Regions from separate parts of the Mus musculus genome. Here all the other regions are linked to region 4. The links are chromatin contacts, called in public Hi-C and HiChIP or PLAC-seq maps. All regions are on one chromosome and are shown on one strand. The core of a region is the stretch at or near the end of the contact, and the rest is flanking DNA. Distances in the headings are between cores, read along the strand shown.

Region 1 (7,346 bases), core at 3,954-6,453, 240 kb before region 4:
TCCCAGAGCAGCTGTCAGGTGTCCACAGATATCCTGGCTAGTTTTATGTCAACCTGACACAAGCTAGAGTCATCAGAAAGGAGGGAACCTCAATTGAGAAAATGTCTCCAGAAGATCCAATTGTAGGGCATTTTCTTAATTAGTGATGGGTAGAGGAGGGCTCAGCCTATTATGGGTGGTAGCATCCTTGGGCTGATGGTCCTGGGTTCCATAAGGAAGCAGGCTGAGCAAAGCCATGAGAGCAATCCAGTAAGCAGCACTCCTCCATGGCCTCTGCATCATCTCCTGCCTTCAAGTGCCTGCCCTGCCTGAGTTCCTGCCCTCACTGCTTTGGGGATAAACTGTTCTATGGAACTGAGTGAGCTAAACCTTTTCCTCTCCAACTTGCTTTTGGTCATGGTGTTTCATCGCAGCAATAGACACCTTAAGACAACAACCGAGGATCCCCTCAGCATGCGGGGATATGTACTATACTAACCCTGCCAGCTCCCACTCCCTACCCAATCCCCGCCCCCACCAAAAGGAGCCAAAAGGTCTACGTACAGCTCCAAAGCTCACCATTGGCGATCGGCCATAGGCGGCGGCTGCAGCGGCTGCGGCGGCGCTCATCTGGGATGGGATGTTGTGTAGGCCAGCATAGGCGCTTGGGCTGGTGAGGGAGCCATTCATCTCGTGGTGGCTCATCATGGCAAAGGGTGCTGGATAGGAGCTGGTGAGGGTGATGGGTGTTCGCAGGGCCGAGGCTGTGAGGATGTGAATGAGGAAGTGGGATGAGTGGGGAGGAGGCATCCGTGAGAGTGGGCTCACCCTTCTGATAGACAAAGCTGAGGCCATAGCCCTCTTACGATCTGAAGCTACCCAACTGGACCCCTGACTTCTGAGGCCAAGATTGGAGTCATGTCTTTTCCAAGGGCAGCCCACGGCCCAAAGAAGAGGGCCTGCTCAGGAGCTCACAAAACCATTAACAGACAGTGAACACAGATCTAAGGTAACAACCTGTTAGATGCTCTTTCCTCACACTTAGCCCAGCAGAGGCCTCGTAGACTCTGACATAGCAATGCTAAAGACCCTCAAAAACCCTAATATATCAATGTCAAAGGTGCAGGCTTCCATATCCTTAAACCTGACAAGAAAGATCACCAGGCAGACCTGTGAAGCCCCAGCTTGGACACCCTATGTTGCTGGCCATCTGTTTGGCTCTATCTAGCCAGGGACCAACCTCCCCTCCCCCATCAGATTGACCCGGGTCCCATTGTGCCTACCCATTATACCTATCGGGTCCATGCCTGGAGGTTTGCCCGGCATTGACCGGAGCCCCGGGGTGGTGCTGGTGCCTGGAGTTGGGGCATCATTTCTTGGCGTTGGTGTGTTGGACTTGAGCCCAGGTGTGGAAGATTTGTCATTCTGAGAAGGGAAGACACACAGAGACCACAAGACGCCATGAGGATTCCTTTCTCCCAAGAGTTGGGCAAAATGCCTAGCCCTGGTCCCACATGAAGCCAAGCATGGGTTGAACAGAAGTCTCTAGCTGGCAGGGACCGTGGTAAAGTTTCTAATTTAAAGATGCAGAAACCAAGGCTCCAAAACATTCACTAGTGTGGGTTAATGATTAAAGCACAGCCAATCCTAATAGCCACGTTCTTTCCACACCCAATTCCCACCCTGCAGGCAGCAGGACTGGAGCTCTAGCCTCTGCAAGCATGCCTCCTGTCTCTCCCCTCCCCCAGCTCTGTAAGGTGCCAGGACAGACCCCCACATACATGACCAAGGTCTTTGGTCTTGGAGGAAGGTGTGCTGCTGGAGGAAGCCACGGAGGCTGGGCTGGTGGGGGCATCTTTCTTCAGACCACGGGCTTTGTCCAGCCCATTTTCAGGAGGGGAGTGTGCTGGGCTCACCCGGGGTGTTGCTGGGTCCTGAAAGGACAAGTGTAACAGAGCTTTTAAGCTGAAAGCAGGTATCCCTGCCCTAGCAACAGGAAGGTAATGGGCACGGGTGGGAGGGGATTAGCTCTGAACAATCTAGACCCTGAGCCCTCTACCTCACAGGTGGGGTGACCTCCCCCAGGTCACATACAAGTCCAGAATGCTAACCAGCAAGGTTCACAGGGCCTTATGGGAAATTCTCTCCAGGAAAGCATACTCCCCCAACCCTGGAGAGGGAAGATAGGGCCACCCTAGACAACTATGGGACACGAAGACTGCTGCTTCCTTTCAGTTCCCACACATGAAGCTACTTGTCTCCCTGCTTCCCTGATGCACCACTGCCCGGCTCCAGCAGCAGGCAGAAGAGACCTTATTACAGAGGATCTGTCCCAAATCACCCCACCTGCAACTGGGGCCTGCCCTTACCTCATTAGAGACATCCACCACCAGGTCGTCACTCTTGTCCCCATCGCTATCCTATAAGCAAGAGAGAAGCCAGTAAGAGCATGTGGACCCCTGATCTGCCCAAGCCTAACAATGCACCCCAACAACTTCCCCAACCAAACCCCAAAGCTCATGCTTCTCGGCTGCTGGGTCCCCTGCCCTCTATGAGCAGCCTTGGAATTCCTTCCTCCCAGTTCTTTGTAGTGCAGCCTCTGGGGCTCTGACGTGTCTAAGCAGCCTCATTACGATAGTCCTGAGCCTTTGAAAGCCAGCATCTCCTTCCCCCCATCACTTTGGGGCAGGTGACTGGCTTCACTCTGTAGCACAACTGAGCTCTGTGTAACATGATCAGAGCCACAGGGCAGCCAGATGGGACAAAGATGGCTTGGCAGTAGCCCCTCCTCTAGACTCAAATCTCACCCCTGTTCAGTCTGGCAATGGAGGACATGTAACCGTGATCCCACTGTTATCTCACAGGTTAAGGTCACGCCATCAGGTTGTTACAAACTGTGTCTCCGTGGCTGGATGCCTGGGGTGGACTGTGTAGACGGTGGGGCTCACAATTGGAGTACCCCAGGACACTCCCTTGGAGCATGGGGTGCAGCAGAGAGGTGTCTAGGACCTTCATCTCTCCTAAGACTGCATGTAGGCTTGGGTAATGCCCCTGTCCATTTCTCTCCCAATGGCTCACCTGACCACAGAGTATGTATAAACCTCTCCCTCTCTCTGGGCCCTGACACAACTACCAGCCTCTCAGACTCAGAACTCAACTGCCAGAGTCGAGGCCAAAGGGAGGTCACAACCCTACCCGGCGAAGCCACTCGCCGACCCCTACGTACGTATCTGCTGAGGCTGTCTTTCTCTTCCGCCTTCCGCTTCTTGGCTTCCATGCTGTAGTCTGCAGAGCCCCGGTGCTTCTCACTGGCCCGGAGGCTTTCAGAGGGTGACACGGAATTGTTCTGGAAGAAGAGGACCCTGGGGTCAAACCTCCATGCTGATTGTATAATACTGCACACAGGCAATATTACATTCGAGTAAGCGGATGACAGAGGGCCAGAAGACGGAGGTGGGCAGATACCCTGTGTCTGCAGATGTGGTTCACCCACGACGTTCCCAGGACACCTTGGGTCCCTGGGAACTTACCCAAGATATCAATTTTTAGAAGCAAGGTACTGCTATTTCTGTTTCCTGGCCTGAGGCAAGGTCCCAAGAGGGTGAGGGGCACCCGTCACTCTATTTACTTCAAGGAAAGATGTGTCTTTTCAAGTCAGACCTGAGCCATAGATGAGCATACATGAAGAACTTCCATTTTAAGTTGGGCAGCGAATGAGAAAAGGTGCTGAGCTGCAGATAAAGCCCTAAGCAGAGATGAACAACCCTGAGCCCGGGCTCCTCCACTGCCAATCCTCCCACAAACGGAAGACAAGCCAGTGTCACAAAGGCACAAAGCCTGCAAGGCCACTAAGCCTTTCCCTTAGGGTGGGGACAAGTGTCCCAAGAGAGCAAGCTAAGGTCTCCCAGCAGAGGACTGTAGGTTTCATGCTGGGGAGAGAGCACTGGGAGTTTTCTCAGTTCTTCCTCTGCTCCAGGGGGAGGGAGGGGAATCCCTAGGGATGACAAGCCTGAGAAAGAGAAGATCTGAGGCAGGTGAGCAGCAGGGAAGGCTGGAAGCAGGGTGTCCTGTGGCTGTGCACAGGGAGGGGGAACCTCTGGCAAGGGCTAATCTGCAAACCTTGAAGGCCTAGCGCCCCCTCAGTGAACTCAATGGCTTACCTCAAGCACCACTGTTTGAATGTGAAGTGCTCCACAGGCTAAGGGGTCCCAGCTGATTGGGGGGAGGGGTTGTCCTTGGAACCTTCTGGACATGGATTCTGGCTGGCAGACACAGGGCCACAGGGGATTATAGGGGAGTTCTGATACAGGCCAGCTTCTTCCTAACTGTGGCTAGGATGTAACCAGTCACCCCACACTCCTGCTTCCTCCAAGTCACAATGTGACCATAACGGACTGTACACCCTCAAACCATGAGCCAAATAATCCTTCCTCGATCCAGTTATCTTATCCTAGTGATAAGAAAAGTACTGATAAACCTACCCTTGTTCAGACTGACATTAATGTCAGGAGTGATAGGATGAGTCAGAGAACCCCGGTCTAACTACAGGGATAAGAGTGGCCACAAGTCCACACATGCTAAAGATGTATGCTGGAGTCCACACAGGCTAAAGACGCATGCTGGAGTCCACACAGGCTAAAGATGCATGCTGGAGTCGTGTGGGACTCCAGAGCAAGACGATGTGCTTACAAAGAGGGACACTAAAGGCAGGTACGGTAACCCTTCTTGTCTCCTTTCCCCATTTTACTAGAGGCCAATGCTGGCCCAGGGATGGGGTTCACTGGCAAGGAACGAGGCGGGGTGGCCAGCAGGTGGATGGGTTTGGGGGAATGGTGTGGGAGGGAGCCAGCCGCAGAACTTAATTTCCTTTCCTAAGCCGGTTTTCTGGGCAGCCCTTCCCTGCCAAGTTTCTGCCTGAAGCAAATTAAAATGGCAGAGTTATCAAGCCTTGAAGAAAAAAAATGGAGGTTATAATGGAACTGCAGCTCAACCTTCCCCGCAGCCGGGCGAGCGGCGGCGATGCGCTCACAGCCGCAATTCAATTAGTTGCTGCAAGCACAGGCAGAAAAAAAAATCACCGTCATTTCATTTCATTTCCTCCGATGGTGGCGGCCACCCCGTGCTAAGCAGAAATGCTTCCAGCCCCTCAGGCTGGCTGCCCCTGCGCAGGCGGGTGATGGAGAGGAGGGAGGGGACGGGGTGGCTGCTCGTGTTTCTCCTTGCGACCCAGTGCGAGAACAGGGAACTCTTTCTTCTCATGCAGTCAGGCTGAAAACCCTCGCCGCTACCGGAGAGTCATGTCAGGCATTTAGCGGCATCGATCCAGCCCGCCTCTGGTTGGCAGGCGGCCAAAAAACTAAGTATTTTTTATTGCTTCAGCTAGGCAAGGAAATATGAATGAAGCTACCTCTAATTGGACTCCAGACTAACCCCTCTGGGACAGCTTCCAGCCTGTCCACCCGGCCCCCTCCCCTCTCTGACACAGCCTTGTCCTTCCTGCCGGAGGCCTTGACTGTTGACAAGCTGTTTTCCTAAGGCTGATTATTTCAATCTCCACCATCCAACACCATGGCCCTGAGGATGCAGCCCCCAGAGTACTCCCCATCCCCCACTGGTGCCCTCCCTGAGCTGCCCAGCCCTAGGATGTCATGGGATTCATCCCTGTTCATTCCCCAGCTCCCATGTTGAGTCAGCCTAGCTTGGATGCCAGGAGCATTATTGGGGGGGGGCTGCACACTTGGGGGTCCCTCTGGGTTTCTGGCAGAAAGCTTTCAGCAAGGGCACAAAGCCAAAAGCGAATAGGTATGAAGAAGTAGGTAATGGGCTTCAATGCCCACTTCCTGGGGAAGGCCTCCTGCTAACCAAGTAATGAGCCCTGCTACAGGGGGTCTGCCTATCCAAAGCTGAGAGGCCGTCTGGCAGGGTAATCCCCATGACATGCAGGAGGAGACAGGGGCTCCAAGGTCAAGACACAAGACCTCATAAGGCTGAGATTGGATTGAAGCTGGGGAGGGGTGGAGGTTGGGGGTGGGGTTGGGAGACAACGCAGGTGGACATACCTAGTCCAGCTTCTATGTAGGGAAACTGCCTCTCCAAAAGTATGCCACTGTTTAAGGATCAACACCAAAGCAATCAAAATGGACTTGAGCTTTAATCAATCCTTTCTTCTGTGCCTAGCCATTCCTGAGCCCAAGGGGGCGGGCGGGGCCTGGATTTCTGAGCAGGCAGGCAGGCAGGGCAAGAAGAGACAGCTAATGGGAGGGAGGTATGAGAACAGTCTGGATGGAGGGAGGGATTGGAAAGGAAGGCGGGTCAAGCAGAGAGAGCTTCCCGAGGAGGCTGCTGCCTGGACGGCTAGTTAAAGGCCTGACATTCCAAGCCCTACTTAACATGAGGTAATAAGGAGAGCCATCCTAGCAGATTAAGATGGTCCCGGATACAAGCTCTGCGATGAAGAATAAAATAGCTCTGCTAATCGCTGGAGGATTTTTTTTTTTTATCCAGACTCCAGTGTGCTTATTCAGAGGGCTTATTCACTTGAAACAGAACCTTGGAGCCTCGGTGTGATCAGAAAGATTTACAGCAAATCTCTGAGCTGGCAGACACGCAGGCGGCCTGGCCTTAATACCTGCTAGCTAGCACTTTTTTCAACAGAGTCAAAGTGCAGAGCAGGGAGAAACCTTGGGCATCTGGAGAAAGGAGGGCTCGGGATTATGCCGGAAGTAGGCATCCAGCCTACGGGGCTGATGAACCATCATCAACCTAGGCAGCATCGGGAACGCAGGGCTCAGGCCAGTGACTCCAAAGAGCCCCTTGGAAGATGTAGGTTGGTGGGCTAATGGCTTCAGTTGACCATGTCTCTTTGTAAGGGGGGCTTTGGAGGTCACTCAGGCAAGTGCCTAGAGTTAAACAGCTTCCCTAATTAAAGGTCACTCAACAGAGGACAGCAACTCCTATATTATGATAGACAGTAACTACCCCTAGTACTGAATATGGGTAGAGACACCGTCACCCACATACCAGTCCTGAAGCCAGGTCTTCTAGCTGTGGGCACACATAAACAAATGATAAATAAAAACCCCAGCTTCCACCCACAGAGCAGAACGGGAAACTGGGGTTAGCTGTGGGTAGCACAGGCTACTTGCCAGGCCTGTAATTCTAGGAACAGGCCTCTAGGCAGGCCCATCTTCCTCCCGCACCCCATCCCTACACCAAAAGCACCTTCACTTACCGTGCTGGACTCTCTCTCTGAGAGGCAGGAAGGCCAGGAAAGGAGGAGGGTCAGGACCCACAAGGAAAAAAAACAAGGTCACTTTAATAAATCACAGTTGACCTTTGTGGTTTATCAAAGCCACCTCTCACTGGTT
Region 2 (7,718 bases), core at 913-3,412, 180 kb after region 4:
CTCACACTTCGGGAGACCAGTGATTTCTCAACACAGCTTGTGTCACATTAAAAAGGTTCCCCCAGATTAGGGATTGGCTTGAGTGGGTTGGTTCCCAGTGTCATGGCTGCTTTCCTGCTGCTTATATATGTGTATGGTGTGTCGCCAACTGCTCAGATTCTAGTTGGGATTCCGAAACTCAGAAGTGCACAGCACAGCCTTCCCTGACAGCAGTTCCAGGGCTTAGTGAGCAGTTTCTTGGCTTGGAATCTAGAAAGCCTATACCTGGGATCTATATTCCAGCAGCGCCCTCGTCTTCCCCAGACTTGCGTGGGTGGAAATGCATACATACTTTCATGGGCTGCTACTGCACAGCACTTTCCTCTCAGCCAAACAGGCGCTGTTTGCATGAGTTCAGGTGTGCTTGCTTTCAGACAATCCCAGCTGGGCTTGTTGATGATATGTAGCTGTCCAGCAGCCATGGATGAACTGGGTTACCTGACAGGGGGGCTGAAAATGAAAAAGGAATGGGGTGCGAGAGAAGGATGATGCCAAGACAAAGTTTCTGATCAAGGCTCAAAGTTTAATGTTCAGCTCTGTGGTTATACAGGGAAAGCCCACAGACCCTATCCTTTGTTTCAGCTGGATTATGTTGCAAAGCAGGCAGTCTACTCCTGTAGGAAATTGCAAACGCTGAGAGACTAGAGACTCCAGCTAGGTTGTAAAACCACTGTGGGTCTGTTTACTCTACTCAAGGCTGGAGGCGGAGGGCACAATGAAAAACTGTGTTCCCTCATAAGAGAGAGGATTCAGCTGCTCCCCCAAGCCATTTGTATGCATGTGGCCTCTGGATCTTAGGGAAGGAGCTAGAATATATACAGTTTGAGAAAGATTAGAGGTAGAGCTATGTAGCCAAGAGGAAGCCATCGTCCATGCTAGGCGAAGACTTCAGAGTGGCTACTTTGGGGGTCACCCACACTCCCAGCAATAACCCCTTACTCATGGGTTCATGGGGTGGAGGAGCTTTGGTGGGTCAAACTTTGGTTGTCATTGGGACTTTAGAAGAAAGGAAATGGACATAGCTTAACCAGCATTCCTGCCTCCCGATGCCCCAGAGAAAAGTCTCATTAAAGCAGCATTCACTAGAAGGGTCTCTTTAATTGTGCAAACCCCAAGATTTGAATCTGAAAAATCCTTTCTGGTATATTTGGCTTTAGGATAAAAACCTGGAAATATGAACCTTCTAGGAAAGTAGGCCTATGAGTTTGCTTCTCCAGGTACCCAGCCTGCAGCAGAGGGAGAACAGAGGTCCTTCCCCTCTTCTCAGTCTCAGAGGCCCTCTACAGTCTTCTCAACTGAAGACTCCTCTCGGCTCCCTCAGCAGGCTAAAGCTTGCCCTCTAGCCCCAGGCCAGCCAAGCCACTTAGCACAGTTTCAGGCCACTGGCTTTTATTTTCCCCATCTTTTGCCTGAAGAAGCCTAAGGTTTGAAGTTTGCCCAAGCCACCCTGTCAGCAAGGAGAGCAAAGCCATTCAAATGCAGGCCTTCGTCGGTGGAAATTGACTCACACCTGAGGGGCCAAGGCAGAGGGCCTTTCCTTCTAATCTCTTCCAGAGTCACCACTGTGCAATTGCTTTTACTGCACATTAGGCTGAGATTTCCCCCCTGTGGTCTACGCAAATATCCTTTATCTGTGCAGGGTGACTCTAGTGGTCCCAGGCAGGAATGATAGGGCCTCAAGGCCCAGGGTCCTTTTCCATCCACAGCTCATCTGTCTCCATCATTATAAAGCCCAGGTACCTCTGTTCAAATAGTGCTGTGCTAATAGCATCAGGACTACACATAAATGGTGCCTGATGAGACCTCAGAGACCGCAAAAAGACACAGTGTGCATAGAGAAGACGAACACTAGTGGTACTATGAAGTGTACAGGGCCCAGAAGAGAGAGAGAGAGAGAGAGAGAGAGAGAGAAAGAGAAAGAAAGAAAGAAAGAAAGAAAGAAAGAAAGAAAGCCTAAAAAGGAAACAGCTGGGGAGAGCACTGGCTTGGAGGACTTCCTGGTGGAGGCAAACTTGAGGTTCTGCAGAAGGTTTGCTATAGACAAGAGTGAAAGCGGAACTGACTGAGCTCAGCCACAAGCAGGAAGGAGCAGGCTTGAAGCTGCCTCTGCCGTCAGAGAGAGGAAGAGAAAGTGTGGCGGCCTGGGGCCACAGGCCTCCTCACTGGGTGTCTCCTTTCTACACATCCTGCTCAGTACCACTAGCCACAGAAAGACAGTGTTCCCGGCACCCTAGGCTGACTGCCTGGTGCTCCGGTTCCCATGAACAGCCTCTAGTGGTTACAGGACTATAAGGGTGCCCAACACCCCACCTGCCGGGTTAAGATCTCACACAAATACATGTGCAAATTCAAGAACACACATACTTGAGCCAAGCAGACTCACATTCTTCCTAGAGTAAAATGGAACTAGGAGGCACACGGTGGCTGGCACGGGCTGTGATGGAGCTGATGCCCCATTGCCATCTGGAAGGGGTGGGTGCCTGAGGCAACGTGGGTCCTGCCCTCATCAAGGAAAATCTCCTTTTCTTTCTGAGGTCCTCGATAAAGGTGCTTATTTTGCATGAGTCCCCTGACAGAGACTTCAGTTGCTGACGTAAAAGTTGTCCGAATTAAAGTGGAGTCCTTTGGGAATCTAATAGAGCAGACAAGACTTGGGGTCAGCTGGTTGTCACTCCCATATGCTGTTATAAAAAATATTTCAAGAGCTCTGGAAAACAGAGCCTTGGACCAAAGGCTACCAGATCTTACCACACGGACAGCACGGACCTGCCAGACCCTGCATGTGGCCCATCCCTGTAAACAAGGACCTTAGAACAGCCATGCTCCCTTCACCTCTAGATGAGCTCGGGCATGCCGGGGATGGGGTAGCCACAGACCCATTTCACCTTTAGAACCGTGGTTTGCAGTCCTGGAGCTGTGGCCCTGTGTGATCCAGCTGCTTGGGAGGCCGAGGCATGAGGATCCCACGTTTAAGCCTCACCTGGGCAGTTTAGTGAGACCTTGCCTCACACGTCAACATTGCATCGATAAAAGGGCTTGTTCACATCGCTCGTCGGTAGGGTGCTTGACTGGCTCGCATGTGCAAGGTCCTGAGTTTAATACCTGGTACTACGAAATAAAATAAATTAAAAGTTGGGGCTGGAAAGATGGCTCTGCAGTTAAGAGTGCTTCTTGCTTTTGCAGAGGACTTAGATTCTGTTCCTCGGCACCCACATTAGGTAGATCAGAACCCAAGGGCAGGGGATCCAGTATCCACTTCTGGCATCTGTATGCACATGGTGCACATAAAGACAAGCAGGCACATGTGTACACATAAATAACAATTTTTAAAAATTAAATCCGCATTAGTATTGTTTTTGCTTCCCCAGATATGCCTATACTCCATCATATAACCCGGATTTGCAAATCTCTAATATTTCAGATTAAACTTGCTTTTATTACAGCCTGGAGATGGTAACCTCTGCTGATGCAGAGGGAAAGCAGACCCTGTATTCACTAAGCAACCAGTGAGTGCTGGCAAAGTCATCCAGGCTTCCCCTACCCTCCCACTGATCACGTGGGCCTCAGCATCCTTAGCCTCCTTCTCAGAGGAAATGGGCAAGGCTCCTGGGATGATGGCTAATACTTCCGGTTTGGCGGGATCTAAATCGCCTAGGCAGTGAGCCTTTAGGTACAGCTGTGAGGGAGTTTCTAGATGAGCAGCAAGAAGTGGGAGGGCCGGTCCTAACCGTGGGGAGAACCAATCCAGGGGCTGAGGTCCCCGGACTCGTGGAAGTGAAGCAGAAAGCAAAGCGCTGGCTCCTATCTGCAGTCTTCTCCAACTCCTGCTGCCATGCGCTGCCGTGCCCTGCCATGACAGACTGTCCCCTCAAATCTGAGCCAAAATGAACCTTTCTGTTTCTGCTTTGCTCAAGTATTTTGCCACAGTAACAAGGCCAGTGAGTTACACAGCTTGGAATGTCAAAGGCCCATGGCACCCTGCCAGGAAGGGGTGGCTCTGCCCTACCAGGACTGAAGTCGCCCGTCTCCCTCTTCTCCCCTCCCTCTCCAGACATCCTATAACCTTTAACCTGAAGTTCAGATGATCTTGAGAAGAAAAATAAACACAGTTCCCTGTGGAAAAACCAATATGGTTTTATATTAAGTTTATGGTGACCTTTAATCATTTATTTTTAATTTAAATATTAAATGCATTAATGGCATTTGACATAATTTCAGTTCTGTGTGTCGATCCCTCTGTATACTTCCAGGATGTTTCTATCAACTGCTATTCCCCTTTTTTTCTGTTTCAGACTCAGGACGTGCCGCAGCATCAGTGGATCCATGCGTACTTGCGCTCTTGTGCCTGGCTTCCTTCATTTCAAAGTGTTTCCAAGGCTCCTTCAGGCTGTGCTTTATTCAGCTCATACTTCATTCCTTTTGAAGGCTGAATAGTACTCCATATTTGTTCATATAATCTATTTGTTGATGGACATTTGAGCTGTTTCCACTTTGGGGATATTATGAACAGTACTTTTGAATATTGGAGAAGGAGTGTGTGTGTGTGTGTGTGTGTGTGTGTGTGTGTGTGTAGTGAAAGCACCTGTTTTCAATTTTTTTTTTTTTTACATATAGAATAGAAGTAGAATGACTGGGTCATTCAGCAATTCTACATTGAGCTTCATGGAAAACCAACATGGCTTTTGTTTGCCTATGTTGTGTTTCCCTGCGGTGTTAGGAGCTGACATGGCATCCCAGGCTGCCATTCTCTTACTGAGCTATGTCCTTGGGCCTCTTCTTACTTTCGATTTTGAGGCAGTATCTCACCAAGCTGTCAGACCTGGCCCTGAACTTTCCCTCCATCCCCAGCTTCCTGAGCTGCTAAGACCACGGGCCTACATTGCTGGGCCCAGCCACAAGTACAGCTTGTGAGGCACTTCACTTGCAAACATCCACAGCCTTTTCCTCAGCACGAGAACACCATGATGAAGGACAGAGGGACATGAGGAATAAGACCTTTAAGATCCTGGAAGCCAACCTGTTTATGTTTTTATGTTTTATTTTGTTACGTTGCAGATAGGGAATGTGTTTGTGTTTGTGGCACATGTTCGCGGTGGGTGCATGTGTGTGTGGGTTTGTGTCCTGTGCTTATAAGCAAAGCAGAGGCGTAGAATTCCCTCCTCTGTGGGTCTCAAGGCTCTTGCTGACCCAGAAGTGTGGCTGTTAGGTTATCTGGCCAGTGACATCTCGGGACAACCCGTAATGCTGGGTTTACAGACACATGGCAGTTAGGCCCAGCTTTTTACATGGTGTGGGTGCTGGAGATTCAAACTCTAATCCTCATGCTTGCAAAGCAAGTGTTCTTATACACCCAGCCTTCTTCCTGTCCCTGCCACGGGAGCTTTTCCTACCATGGTACAGTCTATCGTGACACAGCATTCGGTACTTGTATAAAGTGCCCTGGGATTTACAGAGCAAACTCCTCCCCCCCAGCTCACCCTGGGAGCGAGAAGGGGCTGGGATGAAGAATTACCATGAACCCAACTCCCACAGTGTTGCAGAGCATAAGTAGGAGGGGATTGTGGGTAATGGGAGATTTGCATTTCAATCTCCAAATACAAATTAAACCAAAAGTTGTCATCAAAGAAAAGATGAAGATGAGGATCAAGATGATTCCACAGTTCTAGAAAAGAAGAGATTAAAAAAAGGGAATTGAATGCGTCTTTAAAGATGTTTTAAAAGTGTTAATGCAGACTAATGCAGTTAATGAAGGCTAGGCGGGGTAAATGGCGGCTCATTAGCATCTTCCACGGGAGGAGAGCTCTTTGCACCTTTCCACATATCAAAGCCTGGATTCTTCCTCTTAAGAAGACAGCCTCGATTATCTTTAAAAGGAAGGCGAGATTAAAAATAGATTCATGATAACTACTTCTTCCATAATAGTGACTATTTATTTCTTTGCCCCCAAACTCTGCTTCATCATGCACCACACATTCTGCTGCCCTGGATAAGTCCTTGAACCCACACAGTGTAGGTTGCAGATGAGCCTTGTAAAAACCAATAATTAAGTTCAGAGATCCAACTTTCTACTGGTGTTGTCCCCTGTTCCTTGGCTGGGGGAAGAAAGGGAACCTAAAACAGACCTAGGAAGAGCTGTATTATCAGACAGGGGTCTCAAAAATAATGGGATTGGCAGAATGAATGCATATTAATATGGGATATATTCAGTTAGGTTCCATTGTACATGCTGGGAAGTCACAGATGCACTTACCAAGGGGTCAGTGTAGGCAGGCAGAATGCAATGGCTTTTCTTGACAGATGTGGCGACCTGGCTACAATCCCAGAACACCAGAGATGGACACGGGATTGCTGGACCAAACTGGTTAAGCTAGTTGGCCAAATTGGTGAGCTCCAGGTTCACAAGAGACTTTGCCTCAGTTTAAAAAAAAAAAAAAAGTGGAGAGGACTATAGGAAGGCACCTGATGACAACCTCTGCCTTTGTACATGCATGCATGAGCGCGAGCACGCGCGCGCACGCACACATTCACATGCATATACACATGCTCATATACATGTGAGCAAACACACCACAAGTACACATGCAAAGAGGTGGGAGGAGAAAGAGTCATCAGTACCCATGCCCTCTGTATTATGACCACAGAGTCTGGCTTATTCCTTGGCATCAGTTAATAGCAGATGGCTGGGGAGCCTCAGCAGACGAGTGAATGAGTTTATTTCTGTCCTCCAAACTAGGAAGTCCCATCTCATCTCTTTCCAGTTTTTAAAAACTGTCTCGCATATCCAAGGTTGGGCCCAACTCACTATTTATCCAAGGATTACCTTTCTGCCATCTCCCAAGTGCAGAGATTATTAGCTTATGCATCATACTCTAGTGCTGGGAATTGAACTCAGGACTTTAAGCATGCTAGGCAAGCACTCTGCCAACTGAGCCACATCCTCAGACTTCTATCCCCCTTTCAGACACTACTGTTGTGGAAGAGACCTTTCTCACTCCTAATAAAGCCATGTATTAGTTACTATTCTGTTGCTGTGATAAAACACCGTGACCAAGACAACTTATAGAAGAAAGAATTTAATTGCAGTCACAGTTCCAAAGAATGAGAGTCTACAATGGTGGAGAGAGCAGCAGGCAGCAGGTGTGGAGGCTCAGGGCTCACATCTTTGGCTCAAAGCAGAAAGGGAAAACCGGAAATAGGTCAGGCTTTTTACTCTCTAAGCCCACCCTCAGTGACCCAAGTCCTTTAGTAAAGCTGTAACATCCATACCTCTCCAACAGCGCCATCAACTGGAAACTGTGTTCAAAAGCCGGAGGTTATGGAGGACATTTCTCATTCAAACCACTCCATGCCCCTTCTTACATCCAGGAGATTCCCCCTGAGACGCTCAAAACCAGTTCAAAAATCTCTGTCCACATCATTGCCCACTTCACGATGCCGTCCCATCTTTGAGTCACAACCACAGGATACAAGTGCCTTCTGGCACTGCTGTCAATCATGTGGTGGCCTGAAACACCTGGGCTGGAAGATAGGCATCATTTCTGTGTTCTTTGACCCTCTCCTAAGTCAGACTCTGAGTCCCTACCTTATGGTCAAGGCCATTTCTACTTTCAGGTTCCCTGGGGCCAAGGTCTCTACCATCTCTTTAATGGAGTCCATAGAGCTCTAGGTCTCCAACAGTG
Region 3 (6,986 bases), core at 4,045-6,544, 220 kb after region 4:
GTGTGTGTGTGTGTGTGTATGTGTGTATGTGTTTCAGGCCTATGCAACTACACCACTATAGACCTATAGACACCCGAGAGACTGAAGCAGGAGGATTTTGAGTTCAAGTCTTGTTTGGGCTATAAAGTTCAAGACCATTGTGAGAAACTGAGACCTTACCTCAAAATAAAAAGTAACAAGAAGGCTGGGCGCAGTGTAGAATGCACCAGGCATACGGCTCTAGTTTAACCCGCAGAACTGGGAAAACAAACACAAATTCCCACGAGACATGTATGAACATCCTCAAGCTCTCACATGCACAGAAGCACATTATGTATGACATCCTAATCTTTATCTTTTTACTATGAAGTGGGGCACAGTCATTCACTTCTGTAACTCTGTTGCTCAGGAAGTCAAGACAGGAGGACTGCCAGACATTGAGGGCTAGCTTAGGCTACTTACTAAGTTCCAGATATGTCAGAGGTACAAAACAAGACTCCATCTTAAACAAAACAAAACACAAAGTCTGGGAATGTAGCTTAGTATACATGACTTGCTTATCCACGTGCAAGGCCCTAGTACAGCACACACACACACACACACACACACACACACACCTGAATAATGGTAATGTGACCTTTCCAATTATGGACACATGTCAGATGGAGTTCTCAAATATGAAATTTCTACCCCAAACATTATAATTGAATTCCCATTGAAGCCATGGTCATCTCCGATCCACTGACATTACGCTCAATATTTTTTTATACCTTGCTGCTCAGAAGCCACTCATTTTGCCATGTCTATAAATTAATTTTTGAGGGTGTCAATCAACTTTCTTTACTCCAGATTTCATTATTTAAATTTTAGGCAAATAACATTGTTTCAATGTGCTTGTCTTTGTAGGCTTGTCTCATCTGGTACTCACCTTCTATCTATGGGAGAAGTCTAAATGTTTCCATTAAAATAAGATTACATGCACTAGAGTCTGAGACAGATGAAAAGGGATCCATTGAATGAGATGGTGGCACAGTGATGTGACGGTAGTCATCCACTAGTAGCCACATGACCTGCCATCCAAACTCAACTTGCTAAGTTCTAAGGGAAATCAGAGCCATGGGGGTGTCTACACCCAGGAACAGGATGCTAACATTTCCTCCTGGAAGAGCAGTGCACATGGACCTAACATGGAATCCCTTAATGCCGAGGCCACAGAGAATGCATGCAGGGGCATCTTGAGACACAAACAAGGGATCAGTATTTTGAGATAACATGTGTGCAGCAAATTTAAAATGCTTCCTGAGGGTCCCAGGTCTGTGTCCTAGTTGGTAGAATGCTTGTCTAGCATTCTCAATGCCCCGAGTTTGAGTCTCAGCACAGCCTGAACTGTGTGTGGAGTAAGCCTGTAATCCCAGAGGGAAGAGGTAGACAGGAAGACCAGAGTTCAAGGTCATCATCATCTACAAAGAAAGTGCAGGATAGCTTGGGCTGGCTTTTTATAATGTGTACTTCCTAGACTCTGGACTACAAGCAGGCCAAGTGCTTCCAGAAGCTGAATACAAACCAATGAGCATCTCAGTGGCATTGCCAAGTTATCATCCTCCACTATTTTTCAAGAAATGGGCCCCGACTTTAAAATAGTAAGTGAACAATAGAAACCAGAACACCATAGGGTCTACTCAGCTCTGTATTTCATCCCACCCCCCAAACATCCATGATACCCAACACTCGGAATCTGCAACTGCTCCTTCACCATGTATTCTGATTTTCTTTTCCTTGCTGTGAGAAAACACTGACCACAGGCAACTCAGGAGAAGAAAAGATCGATTTGGCTTATAGTTCCAGGTGACAGCCATCATTAAAGGGACGCAGGGGAGGAACTGACGTAGGAACTTGAAGCAGAAACCACGGAGGAACATTGCCTTCAGGCTTACTCATCAGCTCATGCTCAGCTAGATCCTTACATGGTCCGAGACCACCTGCATAGAGAATGGTGCCACCCACAGTGGGCGGGGCTTCCTACACTAATTAACAATAAAGACACCCCTCCCCTCCAGGCATGTGCTGCTGGCCAATCTGATCTGAGCAATGCCTCAGCTGAAATGCCCTCTTGGGTGGCTCTAGGTTGTGTCCAGTTAAAGTGAGCGAGGGCACACTGCAAAGGGACCTTGGCAAATGTGATGACGTTAAGGACACTCCCCCCCCACACACACACAAGTAATCACAAGTCCCTATAGAGGGGTACAGGGGTCAGCAGAGGGGGATTTGATTACATAGAGAAGATAGACCAAGTGAACCCAGAGCTAAGAACTGCAGCCATGGGAAGCTGGAAGAGCCAGGGTAGCCAATGCTCCCCAAGAGCCTCGTAAGGAAGCACCCAGTAGACACCTTAGAAAACTCAGCCCACACTTCTAGACTCAGGACTATGAGATACCAAGTTTCAGGTGCCTTGGAGTTCATCTTGCAGCCACCACAGGAAACTAACACAGCTACCGATGTGGGCAGAGGTCAAGAGATCCGCACAAGCTGTGGGGGCAGTGCCAAGTGCCCTGGAAAGCTTCGGGGCTTTGAGCTGAGGCCTCCTAAATGCAAACAGCTTGGGAACTATGGATGCGGCCTGACCGTGTGGAATGTATTAAAGACACAGAGGCCAGAGACAGGGAACTCTGCCAAGCACTTCTCGAAGCAGCTCAGGCGTGCAGGAGTAAGAGCCAGGCCCTCGGGATTAGCAGTGGAAAGGGGAGAAAGGACCCGCACAAAAGAAATTTCAAAGGCAAAATTGATGGGGCTTAGTGAAAGACTGAAGCCAGCAGATGAGGGGGAGATTCCTTCCAGCTGTGAGAACAGCACTGGCAGCAGGGAGGAAACTGGGTGATGCACAGGCATTTGTAAGTGTTTTTAACAATACCCGGAACATCTAGCCCAACTCAGAGCCGTGGTTTGCACTGCTCCAAGAGTCTAGGAGATAGCCAGTGGATGGCCATTTTGCAAAGCTGTAGGAAAAGCACCGTTGCCAGGGCTCCCGCTGATAAATAATGAAAGAATTTTCTCCAATCCAACCTCCTGATCTCTCCTTGCCTAAGGGCTGCAGAAACCTAGATTTTTAATGTGGGATTAGGAGGGAATCGGGTAGAGAGAAGCACGGCATTGGAAAGGCAAAGGAAAGGAGAAGACGCTTGCTGGGATTAAATATGCCACTGACATTGCTATTGCGTTGGCATCTTGCTGGGCCACTGGCCAGTACCCACCAACACCTGGACCTGAGGGTTTGCCTGCAGAGCCCACTGTTCTCTCTTGGTGGTATCTCCTTTCCCTGAGGTCCTGGAGAAGCAACATTTTAGTCAACATCACAAGTGCCCTTGGTATGGTGGGAGAATACAAGGCAAGGAGTCGGAAGGCTGACACAGAACTGGATTCTAAAAGAGCATTTGATCTGGGCTACCCTAAAGCAAGAGCTGTGTACAGTAAGGGGCAGGGCTCCAGAAAAGACTGCCATCATCCAGCAGGCATAGCCCTGGGGTCTAGGAGATGGTGAATATCAAACCCTCTAATTGGAAGGTGTCAGAGCTCAGAGTTCAGCCTGGCTTGGTAACTGGGAAAGAAAAGAGAGAAGGGCCTACACCTGCCATGCACTACTTATGGTTCATCTCCTGTGTGCAGGCACCTGTTAGAGGCTCAGGATACCCTGCCAATGTGGCAGCCTTGGTCCCTGTCCCCAGGGTGCTTATAAATGTTATCCAAACAGCTTTTGCAAACAGCCTGACAGGAGGTTTGGTGAGGAACTGAAGCTCTGCCTTTTCCAAAGTGACTGTGTTGGCAATTGTGCAAACACACGCTGGACCCGACCATGATCGTGCTCCGATTGAAGCTGTCTCCTCTCCAGAAGTCTCCAACAACCTGCTGCTGCGTGGTGTACACCCATGGCATTCCACTCTCCCAAATACCTCCCTAGAGAAAGTTCCTGGGGCTCTTGGGGGGTGGGGACTGATTTTATTTCAATACTTTCCAAAACTATGACTTTTTCTTCCTGGTCCAAACCCTGTCCATATTGATTGGCTGTTTCAACCACCATTTATTGAGTGTTCAGCAGGTGCCAAGTATGGGCAAAGAGTGCACCCTTGCCTGGCGTGGTTGCTAATCCACAGGGGTGCTCTGTCCCTTACTTAGCCGCCCCTCATAGCCTGGGCTGGTGGGCAGAAAGCTGAGGGTCAGTCTGAAGACACAACCCAGCCCCAAACCTGAGACTGGAGAATGGCAGAGTTGGAGAAAGCAAAGCGCCAGCCCTCAAATGCCTGTGTTATTCTCCTCCTCCTCCAGTCCAAGTCAGTCACCAGAAAAGATATGGATAGGCCACTAGAATCTATCAGGTAAGGCTACAGTACACCAATCATACAGTATGCCTGAGTCCCATGGGAACCCTTAAATTGGGCTTGCTCAGTCTTCATTCTATATACAAAACAATAGAGGCACCGTATCAGGATTTGGGTTAAGAGCATGGCTCGGTTGGTAGAGCACCCACCATATAAGCATGAAGAACTGAGTTTAGTCCAGACAACTCAGGTCTCAAATCAGAACCAAAGTGGATAGTATCCTGGAATGACACCCAAAGTGGACCTCCGACCTCCACAGTGCATTTATGTACTGCCCTTCTCACCTAGAAGTAGTGAGATTTGCCACAAGTCACCCAACTGTCAGATTGGCAAACCGAGGCACCAGTCCAAGTCCACAGCCACATCGTTAGTATTCTTTTCTCTCAATATTGAAGCCCTTGTCTTTGCCCCTGGTATCTTGTCCCCACCACCAGCCCCTGGGCCCCAAATCACATATATGCACGCTAACTCCAAAGCATAAATAGATTAAACACTGAAGCGCCTCTGCTCTGCGCTCAGACCTGGCAGCAGGCAGTAGGCAATTCTCTTGAGAACACTTAGTGATTTCCAGGGGAAATATGACCATCAGCCCAGTCCAAAGGCCCTGAGGTGGCTTCCATCAGGGCGTGGAGCAGTCTGCATTCCGAGGCCAGGGGACACTGGAGGGTGCTCCAGGAGAAACGGTTAGGTTCTTCCAGCACCAGCGCCCACTCTCTTCCCGGCTAATATGTCAATAGACTCTTAAACAGAACATTATGTGTCTGGGATTTTACTGTCAAACCCATCCCTTCTGGGTCGGGTTGAGCTTTTTTTTTTTTTAATCTAAACTTGATTGCTGCGCTCATTATCAAAGCCGCCATCCATCTGTTTCCACTTTCTTGGGGTTGCAGTGAGGATAGCATGGAAATCTGCTCTTACTTGAGGTTTTAGGATCTCCCCTCCCCTTTTGTCGAGGGTTTGTTCAAGCCTTGATGTAGTCATTGCAATGTGATCTTCCAGTAGTGGGTGGCCCTGGCTGGGCCATTTGAAAGTAATTTACAGCCTCATCTGAGACGATCGTCACTTTAAATTAATTAGCCAGAGCACATCAAAAACCTCGTGCCAGGGAGTGAGGACAAGGAGGTAGAATGGGGGGAAGTCAGAGGTCAGAAAGGCCTCCCTGAGCTTTGCTCGATCTTGTCCTTGGGCACAAAGGGCCATCCTTGCTGTTCTTTCTACCCATCTTTTGGAAGCAAAATATATACAGAAACCATAAAAAACTCAGCATGTTGGTTTTGAAAGGCTTCTTTGGGTAGAAAAGAATTTCATGCTGTTGGTGTTTTGTTGTTGTTGTTGTTGTTGTTTTTAAAATGATCCAATGCTATAGCCAGGAAGAAAGGTGAGCAGAGTGCCTGGAGGGACCTGTGCATCATAGACTGAGTGCAAGGGCTAGATGCTGGGCTGGCCAGGCCTGGGAATCTGCCCTAGTCCCCACCCCACAGGAACAGTTCCTCCAAGAGGAAAGTCTCTTGCTCCTCTGATAGCCATAAAGTACATACTGAGCTGTTGTGATGTAGCCAGTACTGAGGGGGAGGCAGAGCCTTCAAAGAGCCTTGTGGGTTTCATCAAAACAACAAGCCCCACTTGTGTAGCTCCTGGCAAGCCACGGTGCTCTGACGCTCCCACTCCATCTTCACTGTGACCTGGTGGAGCATGCTGCATTATTATTCCATTGCAGAAGAGAAGAAACCAAGGCTCAGAGAGGACCAGAGCCTTGCCCCTGACCACACAGCCAAAAGGACCCACAGTAAGAATCCTAAACAGAGCCTATGGCTAAAACCGAGTTCTCTTTCCATCCGTGCACACAAAAGCTGTGTGGACAGAGACATCGAATCTTGGGATGCCTCTAGTAACTCAACCCAGAGCCTGCAGGGACCTTGGGTTTTTGTTTGTTTGTAATAACCTGCTCCTGCCACCGTGATCTTGAGACACGGACGTGGGGTGGAGGCAGGTCTTTAACCAGCTCTAGGGGAATTCTGGGCCCTCCACATGGCATAAATCTGTCGGTAACAAGCTGTGCGCATCGTCTCTGGGCTCAAGTTGACTCTAAAGCTGAAACAGGCAAAGCGTTTGGACGGCAACAGATTCTAATCTCATCACTCTTCCATGCCAGCAAGTATCTGAAAGTAATTTGAGTCATTAAGCAAGGTTTTCATAACGCCTGGCTCATACCAAACACTCGAAACATAACAGCTGGGACTGGTGTTCCCCAAAGCGTCTCCTGCTGCTGAGCTCGGAGCTGGAAGGAGAGACTTCGCATACAAAGGCAGGTCCCTAGTCCAGCCGTAAAGTACGACTCTCTGCTGTAGGATTATATAACGGACTAAGAGCCGACTCCGGGCACTCTGTGTGTGCTAAGGGCCTCTTCTGCTTCTTTCTGATGCATGGGACCATCCTTTGAAGTCCTTGGTTACCCCCACTGGACAAGTAGAGAATCTACAAAGAGATCAAAGATCAATGAAATGTCCTCTTGTCCACAAATTCAAATTCGGGCAGTTTGCCTCTTGGCAAGGGCACACAGCTACAAGGCTATTTACCCTACCCGTGTCCTCTGTGAACAACTGTGAATCTAGCCCTGACTTGAACATACCAGGGATA
Region 4 (6,994 bases), core at 649-3,148:
CTAAGCAGTCAGTGTGAGGATCAGAGTTCAGGTCCCCAGAACCCATGTAAATGCTAGGTGATCATGGCGGCCCTCTTGTAATTTCAATGCTTGGAAGATAGACAGAGATCCCTGGAACAGACTGGCTAGCATGACTAGCCATACTGTCAGTCCCTCTTCAGGGAATAAAGGTCAGAGCAATGTGTAGAAGACTCAAGAGATCAATCTCTAGCCTCCACGCACAGCACATACTTGTGCCCACATATCTGTGAACACATATGCACATAGACTGCACACTTATTCATGAAAAACAAAAGCAAAAGAGTAGGTCATGCCTCCAAGAGCCACAAGGCTGTCCTGGGCTAGGGGACATCTGATCAGCTGTCTGCTACTGTATGGAGGCTGAAGGTGGGCATGAGGCTTTGAGAAGCTCCAAACTACTTAGAGAGTTGTCCCACTATCTGGAGAAATAGAACTTGTTCCTGTGCATTTATTCTAAAACCATTTTCTAAGGAAATTTCTCATAGATTTTTTTTTCCTAGCTTTTTCCTAGTACTTTGCCAAAGGCCTTTCCCATAATGCTGACTTGCATTCTTGTTAGTAAGCCCTGCCGGCCACCCTGCGCTGTAACACAGGATGCCCTCAAGACCTGGGCTGGTTGTGCTCAGAACCATGGGCAGCTCCTGGTGGCCGAGAGCAGCTCTGTCTTAGTGTGGCTCAGACTCCATGACCCTCCCCCCACCCCCCTAGAAGCAGGCAGTGTATTAAGTCACCACGGCCTGTACCTCCCTGAGCCAATAAAGATGCAGTTCTTGGATGAGTAGCAGGTATCTTTGGCTAGAGAAGCAGTGGGATAGGGAAAGGCAGGTCTTGGCTTTGGGGGCTGCCTTTGTTGCCAACAGACTCAACCCATCCTGGTAGACTCAGGTTTAGAAGTTGGAAGTGACCACAGGTGGCCTTGAAGTGAACTCTCCTTGTCATCACTGGAAACATTCTGGAACCTCGGGAGAAGATACCGGCACATGTAAGTGGCATACGTATGGAAAAGTCTTACATCTGATCTAGGGTCGTAAGCCCCTGCTTCCACATGGTGAGTTTCCCCCGCTGCTCAGCCTTGAGTGTGGGTCCCTCTGATCTGCAGAATGGCCTGTATCTCAGTGTCTATTTTTATCTATAAAAATAGTTGTTTCAAGCTGAGACCTTGGATGAAGATGTGGGGAACATGTGCATCAAATTTGCAGATGACTCCAAGCTGGAGGAGCTGACAGATTTAGAGTCTGGGATGATCTCGACAGTGGAGAATGTTGGGTCAAAAGCAAGCAGATGAAACTCAGCATCAATAAATCTAATGTCTCGAACACGGTTTCCAAAACGAAATTGCACAAGGGCAGTGTGAGGGAGACCTGGCTTGCCTACAGCTCTCATAAAGATCAAGAGGTTCTAAAGTCTGCCTCAAGTTCAACATGAGCCAGCTGAGTGATAGGGCAGGCTCAGGAGGGAAAAGGAACCTAACCAAACACCCTAATAAATGCTTATTATTCATTAACCCTTGGTGATGTAGGGAGGGAAGGATGGCACGGTTGACCTCCATGTTAGGCCCAGAGTAGGGGGCGGACAACAAAATGAGTGGTACTTACTGAGAACTTCCCATGCACCAAGAAGCGCCTTAGTTCACACCATCATCACTTATGAGGACATGGGCCAAGGCACAGGGTACAATGACAGCCCCCAAAGCCACTGCCCTATGGGTGCCTCGTGGGTGGTGGACCCATGCTCTGGACCTCCTTGCTGTCTGTCCGTTAGACACCTTGTCTGCTTTCTCTTCCTCATTTTACAGATGTGGTGACCAGACCGGACGTGTGAAGACTACGCGTCTGCAGTCACAGGGGGTGAACTGCAGACTCAGGCTCTCGTGGGAGCCTCTCATCTGTGCCTCCCTGTCCTATCTCCTGGCCAAAAGCCAATGCCACAGGGTAGCCAGGTGCTAACCCATAAGACTAAGACTCAGGGTTCTAAGGCATTTCCTGTGGCTCTGCTCAGGGGAGTTTCATCCACTTTGCTTCTTCAGATGTGAGAGTGCATGGGATTAGCGCTTTTCCTGTCAGAGGAAGTCTCACCTGGAGCACTTAACTGAACCTTAATGGGGCACTCCTACGAGAGAGCCATGAGACCCTCTGCGAGGGATCTCCTTATGTTCGTCAACATTTAAAATCGTTACCCATTTAAACTATGGAAGCCCATTTTTTAGCCCCCCTCCACTCTTGCATCTTCCTAACTTGCTACAGTAAACTAAGTTTTCAATTTAAGAAATCATCAGTTGAGTGCCTATATATGAACATGTGTACATATATGTGCATGTATGTATATATGCCAGCATCCTGGAGGTTTTGAGTGAGCAATTTTTCAGAGAAACTTCACAGAAACTCCACTATTATCATTTCATCATGAGGGAATTAGTTTTAAAGGGTGTCCAACTGGACCCATTTGCCCAGAACTGAGTAGTCTCTGGGGACACAGGTCTTACCACTGTAAAAAGCCAAAACCAAAGCCCAAAACATCTCCCTGCTCCCCACAAAAAACCCCAAACCCAACAAGATGGTTTGGGGCTGAGGAGCCAACTTAGTCAGTAAGTGTTTGCTATGCGAGCATGAGAACATTAGTCCAATCTCCTGTGGGCCATAAGCACACATCCATCTACGGTCCTTGCACAGACAAGCAGATAGAGCCCTTGAGCCTGCTGGGCAGCCTGCCTGGCCTACTTGATTAATTCCAGGCCAGCAAAAGATCCTGACTCAAAAAACAAGGTGTATGGCATCTGAGAAATGACACCCAAGGATGTCATACCCTACACACACACACACACACACACACACACACACACACACACACACACACACACACAGGTTTAAGTCTAGGCAAACTGGGACAGGGTAGTCACCTTAGGCTTAGAGAAGTTAATTACACAGGAAATAGCTTTAAAACCAGTTCCCCTGATACTAAGTCAATACAGATACAGAATATAAAATAAAGTCACTAGGCCTGGAGACCCTCCTGCTTTTATTTCTGTATTTTCAGTTCTAGGTCAGGAGACCAAGTTCCCAAATGAATGGAGAAGAATGTCTTCTCCCTGGGGTTGTCCTGAACCTGCTGGTTTCAGATAGCTAGAACGGTGCTCAGGCATCCGGGACAAGTTTGTTCCCACCGTCTCTCCCTCTCACGCTGCATGGAGAGCAAGCTGTGTCTCTGAGACCAGGAACGATGGGCACAGGGTGGGAGCATGACAAGCCACTCAGCTGTCGAACGGGAAACAGATTTGCAAGTCATAGTTTGAGATGGACATTGGCCAGCTAGGCTGTGCTAGCCTATCAAGGGAACATGACCATGGAGGCAGGAACCCAAGAATAAATGGAGACAGTGGTTTTCCAAAGTTGTGAGAAAGAACATACGCTACTGTGAGGCTGCAGAGACCCAAAACTAGGGGCAGAGAGACAGGGTGACCAGGTGCAGGGGATCCTGTAAGGTCCCGGATAGTGAGGGAGAGACTGGCTAGGCAGACCTCAGCTCCTTTCCCATCCTGGGACCCTCTAGAAGATGTTGGCTCCCTTCCCCACAACTGTAAATATTTGTACATTCCCAAGTTATAAAGTGAGCTCTTGGCTTACAAGGGTCACGATGATAGGCCTGTTCAGGAAACAGTTTGTTCAGTGTTTCTTTAGGCCGATTTTCTGAGACTCCTTGTCATCTATGTTTGGAGTGGACACAAGACGCCCCCCCCTCTCTCTCTCTCTCTGTGTGTGTGTGTGTGTGTGTGTAAGGAGGACTGTTGAGGGAAAAGAGACACAAATAGTCTTTAAGAAAGCAGAAGCCAGGCAGGCAAGGACACTTCCCCTCCATGGCCTGAGATGTCAGAGAAGAGTTCTGTCTCCCCCATCTCCACCCCCCAAGGAGGAGGTCCAGCTGGAGGGTCTTCGGTTTTCTGTCCTGGGGCTTTCTGAGGTGAAGGGGAGGGGAACTGGAAGGAATCTCCTGCTCCCTGCAGGAAAGCGACAGCCCTTAGTTCAGCTAGTTCTCTACCTAGGGGTGGGGAAGACGAGGAGATCCTAGTGGTGAGTGATGTGGGGGAACCCCAGGACCTGCTATAGGGTAGAGTGGGAAGATGACACAGTGTAGAGTGGAAAGTGGGAGAGGACACCATTTTCCCTGAGGGTAACAGTATGCTTTATTTTACTTAATATTATTTTCTATGTTTAATATGTGTGGGGGGGATGTTACATACAAGTGCAGGAGGTCACAAGGCACCAGGTTCCCCTTGGAGCGGGAGGTATGTGAGATGGGTGCTGAGAACTCAACTCAGATCCTCTGGAAGACAGCCATCTCTGCAAGCTCTGCAGAATGCTACTGGCTAAGTGCATCTTGTTTCTTCCATTCTAGCTTCTCATCCATCTGTGACCCCTCCTTCCTCCTCTCTAGTGAGTGCCTTCTGTACTCAGTGGTATGTCCTTTCCCACACTCTGTTTCCTTGGGCCAGAATGCTTTGTCCCTGCACTCTCTAGTTCCATTATCTGAAGACAAATATTACCTCACAGGGCTCTGGTAAGTTTTAGACACTGAATTGGTATGGGGCCCTTGGTACAAGACCAGGGTTTCTGTTGTGATTCTATGAGGAGAGCCAACTTCTATTCGTCCTTGGGGATTCTGAGTCACCTCCATGAAGCCTGCCTTGTCCTCCTCAAAGCTTCTGTTTTTTTCTCTTGGTTTCCTCTCTACCTGTAGGACCGAGTGACAATTGTTTCAGGATGTTTTGTTGAAGTTAGCAGCCTGCATGGTGTTCAGTTAGCATCTGACTAGATTTGTGACCTCCTCAGTTCTGTCCTTGGATGCCACCCCAGTGTCTGGCACCTGGCACAAGCTGAGGGGAGTGAGGGTTTCCTCAGAGTTGCTGTCTGGCCATCTCAGGGGTCAGCCTGAAGCTCTGACTGGGGTGGGGTTTTCTCTACCTCCAGAGCTCCACTGCTGGCCTAGGAGAGGTGATCCAGTTGGTGAGGGCTGGTCATGCACACATGAGTACCTGAGTTCAGATCCTCAGCATCCACATAACAAGCAGCCATGATGGCATGTCAGTTATCCCAGTACCGGGGAAACTGAGGCAGGGGCATCCCTGAGGTTTGCTGGCCAGCTGGTTCATCCAAGTCCACTAGCTTCCAGTTCAGAGAGACCCTGTCTCAAAAACGAAGGTGGAAGTCAGCTGTGGTGGTACTTGTGTTTGATCCTAGCATGTGGGAGGCAGAGGCAAGTGGATCTCTATGAGTTCAAAGCCAGTCTGGTCTGTATAGCATGTTCCAACAAGCCAAAGCTATAAGAGAAATGATGTCTCAAAAAGAAACAAACAAACAAACAAACAACAAAAACAAAAGGACACCAAAATGATATTAAAATAAAATAATTTAAAGTACAACGTAGAGTGAGTGACTAAGAAAGACAACTGTTGTTAGATCCTTATCTCCAATGTGTGCACATGAGACCTCTCTGTCTGTCTCTGTCTGTCTGTCTGTCTGTCTCTGTCTCTCTCTGACTCGCTCTATCTCTCTCCTCTCAGCCTCCCCATCAGTCTTCCGTTTCTCACATGCTAGACAGACAGCTCATTTTCTTACCCTCCTCCCAAAAATCGTTTTGGGTTTGGAAAACAGCAACCACTTAGGAAAATGTGTAATTACCCAGGGCTCAATTGCGGCAAACACAGGGCTCCCCCAGCCATGCTGAAATGTCAAGGACTTGACTGGTACAAGCCCAGGCTCCCAAGGATCTGAAGGAAGAGGCTTGGCTGTCCTGGAGGGGGCAGGAGGATCAGCAGTGTTGACAGAGCAGCCTGCCTAATCCCTTCTGACAGCTCAGAGGGAAACGTCAGCCTGCTGCTTAGCCCAAGCAGTTCTTGAGGACTCCCTTAAGGAGGACTCTCTCTCTGCCTTCTGCTCAGCTCAGGCAAGGCTGAACTTGTGGTGACCTCAGCCTTCCACAGGCAGAGCAGACTCGGGCTCTTTCCAGTAGGGTGTCTGCCAAGGCTCCATGCCGGGCCCTTTTTCGTCAGGATGTCTCAAGTGTTTATAGGGGTGAGAAATAGGGGAGTGGAAACCATCCTGAGTCTCCTCGGCCAGACCTACCCTGAGATCCTGGGAAAGAAAGGGCACGGCGGAAAATGGAAGCAGACAAGGTGTCCCTCTAGTTTCGTGTCCCAGGGAAGAACTCATCCACAGAGTCCTGTAGTCCCCATCCAAGGTCTTGGCCTTCACCTGTCACTCAGAAGAAGACCAAGTTTCCTAAGCTGCTCTATGTAGGCCAGGCCTCCAACCCAACCCTGCCTTGCCAAGCCTGCCTCTGCCTGTAGCCTGAGCCGTGTGGGGATCCGGTGGAGGAGAACCAAGTTGTGTGGAAGGTATGACCTCACTGGGAAAGCACTGGCTCCCATCCCTTCCTCCGGCTCCAACCTGGGAATCCACAGGGAAGGGAGCTCAGGCCAGGCAGACAACCCCAGTGCAGGGAGCAGTGCTCCAGCTATGAAGCTCATCGCCACAGAGAAGTGTCATTTCTCCCTGCTCCTCTCAATTACAAAATAATAAGATTGTTAAAAATCCAATCATATGAACGTCAATATTGGCAGGGACAGCCGCAGGAAATTTAATTGCACAACGGGTGCCAGTTAAAGATGGTATGTGTTCTTCCTGGCTTTTCTTAATTCTAATTAGGATGAAATCTACTGCGTCTTCCAGACTTGCAAACAGGGGTTTGTCATGAGGCCAGAAGTAGATGGGACTGACACAGGCCTCCCTTCCTCAGCCTCGTGCCTTCCCTCCCTCTCCGTTGCGTCGTCCCGGATTGGAGCTCAGCACCGATTTTGAACATCAGCTCTCCAGTTTCTTTGGCATGTCAGAGGGCCAGATGTTTTTTATTTGAGAGCAAATTGACACATTAAATTACACTGTGCAAACATTAAAGCCAGCCGCGGGTAAACAGGCCGAGA

Evidence for each region. A called contact is a pair of places that touch in the nucleus more often than the background predicts. HiChIP or PLAC-seq counts read pairs in DNA pulled down with a chosen protein or histone mark.
Region 1: a contact with region 4 is called in a Hi-C map of uterus, with 2.7 times the contacts expected there. The contact joins two enhancer-like sites.
Region 2: a contact with region 4 is called in an H3K27ac HiChIP or PLAC-seq map of microglia, with 4 times the contacts expected there. The contact joins two enhancer-like sites. A contact is called at or near these places in 3 of 484 Hi-C or Micro-C datasets (the N1E-115 cell line, astrocytes and nephron progenitors) and 2 of 115 datasets of contacts at active chromatin or transcription factors (microglia and neural progenitor cells).
Region 3: a Hi-C map of uterus shows a contact between it and region 4, with 4 times the contacts expected there. The contact joins two enhancer-like sites. A contact is called at or near these places in 10 of 484 Hi-C or Micro-C datasets (bone marrow-derived macrophages, nephron progenitors, palatal mesenchyme and 2 more).

The regions. Positions count from the first base shown.
Region 1 is chr9:61,403,333-61,410,678 of GRCm38.p6, reverse strand. Tle3 (transducin-like enhancer of split 3) reads right to left here. Exons shown (of 20, transcript NM_009389.2): 8 at 7,211-7,227; 9 at 3,206-3,325; 10 at 2,349-2,399; 11 at 1,761-1,913; 12 at 1,263-1,404; 13 at 544-743. Among named protein-coding and RNA genes, the nearest start is that of Tle3, 35 kb to the right of the region's middle. Within about 2 kb of position 5,203, at least 106 of the 459 cell types and tissues checked have an H3K27ac peak or open chromatin away from gene starts, as enhancers often do. A contact at or near this core is called in uterus, where this site is marked.
Region 2 is chr9:60,986,130-60,993,847 of GRCm38.p6, reverse strand. It overlaps Gm51680 (a long non-coding RNA gene), which reads left to right. Exons shown (of 3, transcript XR_003948176.1): 3 at 4,332-5,806. Among named protein-coding and RNA genes, the nearest start is that of Gm5122, 27 kb to the left of the region's middle. Within about 2 kb of position 2,162, at least 142 of the 459 cell types and tissues checked have an H3K27ac peak or open chromatin away from gene starts, as enhancers often do. A contact at or near this core is called in microglia, where this site is marked.
Region 3 is chr9:60,947,134-60,954,119 of GRCm38.p6, reverse strand. No RefSeq gene overlaps it. Among named protein-coding and RNA genes, the nearest start is that of Gm5122, 66 kb to the left of the region's middle. Within about 2 kb of position 5,294, at least 7 of the 459 cell types and tissues checked have an H3K27ac peak or open chromatin away from gene starts, as enhancers often do. A contact at or near this core is called in uterus, where this site is marked.
Region 4 is chr9:61,164,000-61,170,993 of GRCm38.p6, reverse strand. No RefSeq gene overlaps it. Among named protein-coding and RNA genes, the nearest start is that of I730028E13Rik, 29 kb to the right of the region's middle. Within about 2 kb of position 1,898, at least 49 of the 459 cell types and tissues checked have an H3K27ac peak or open chromatin away from gene starts, as enhancers often do. A contact at or near this core is called in microglia and uterus, where this site is marked.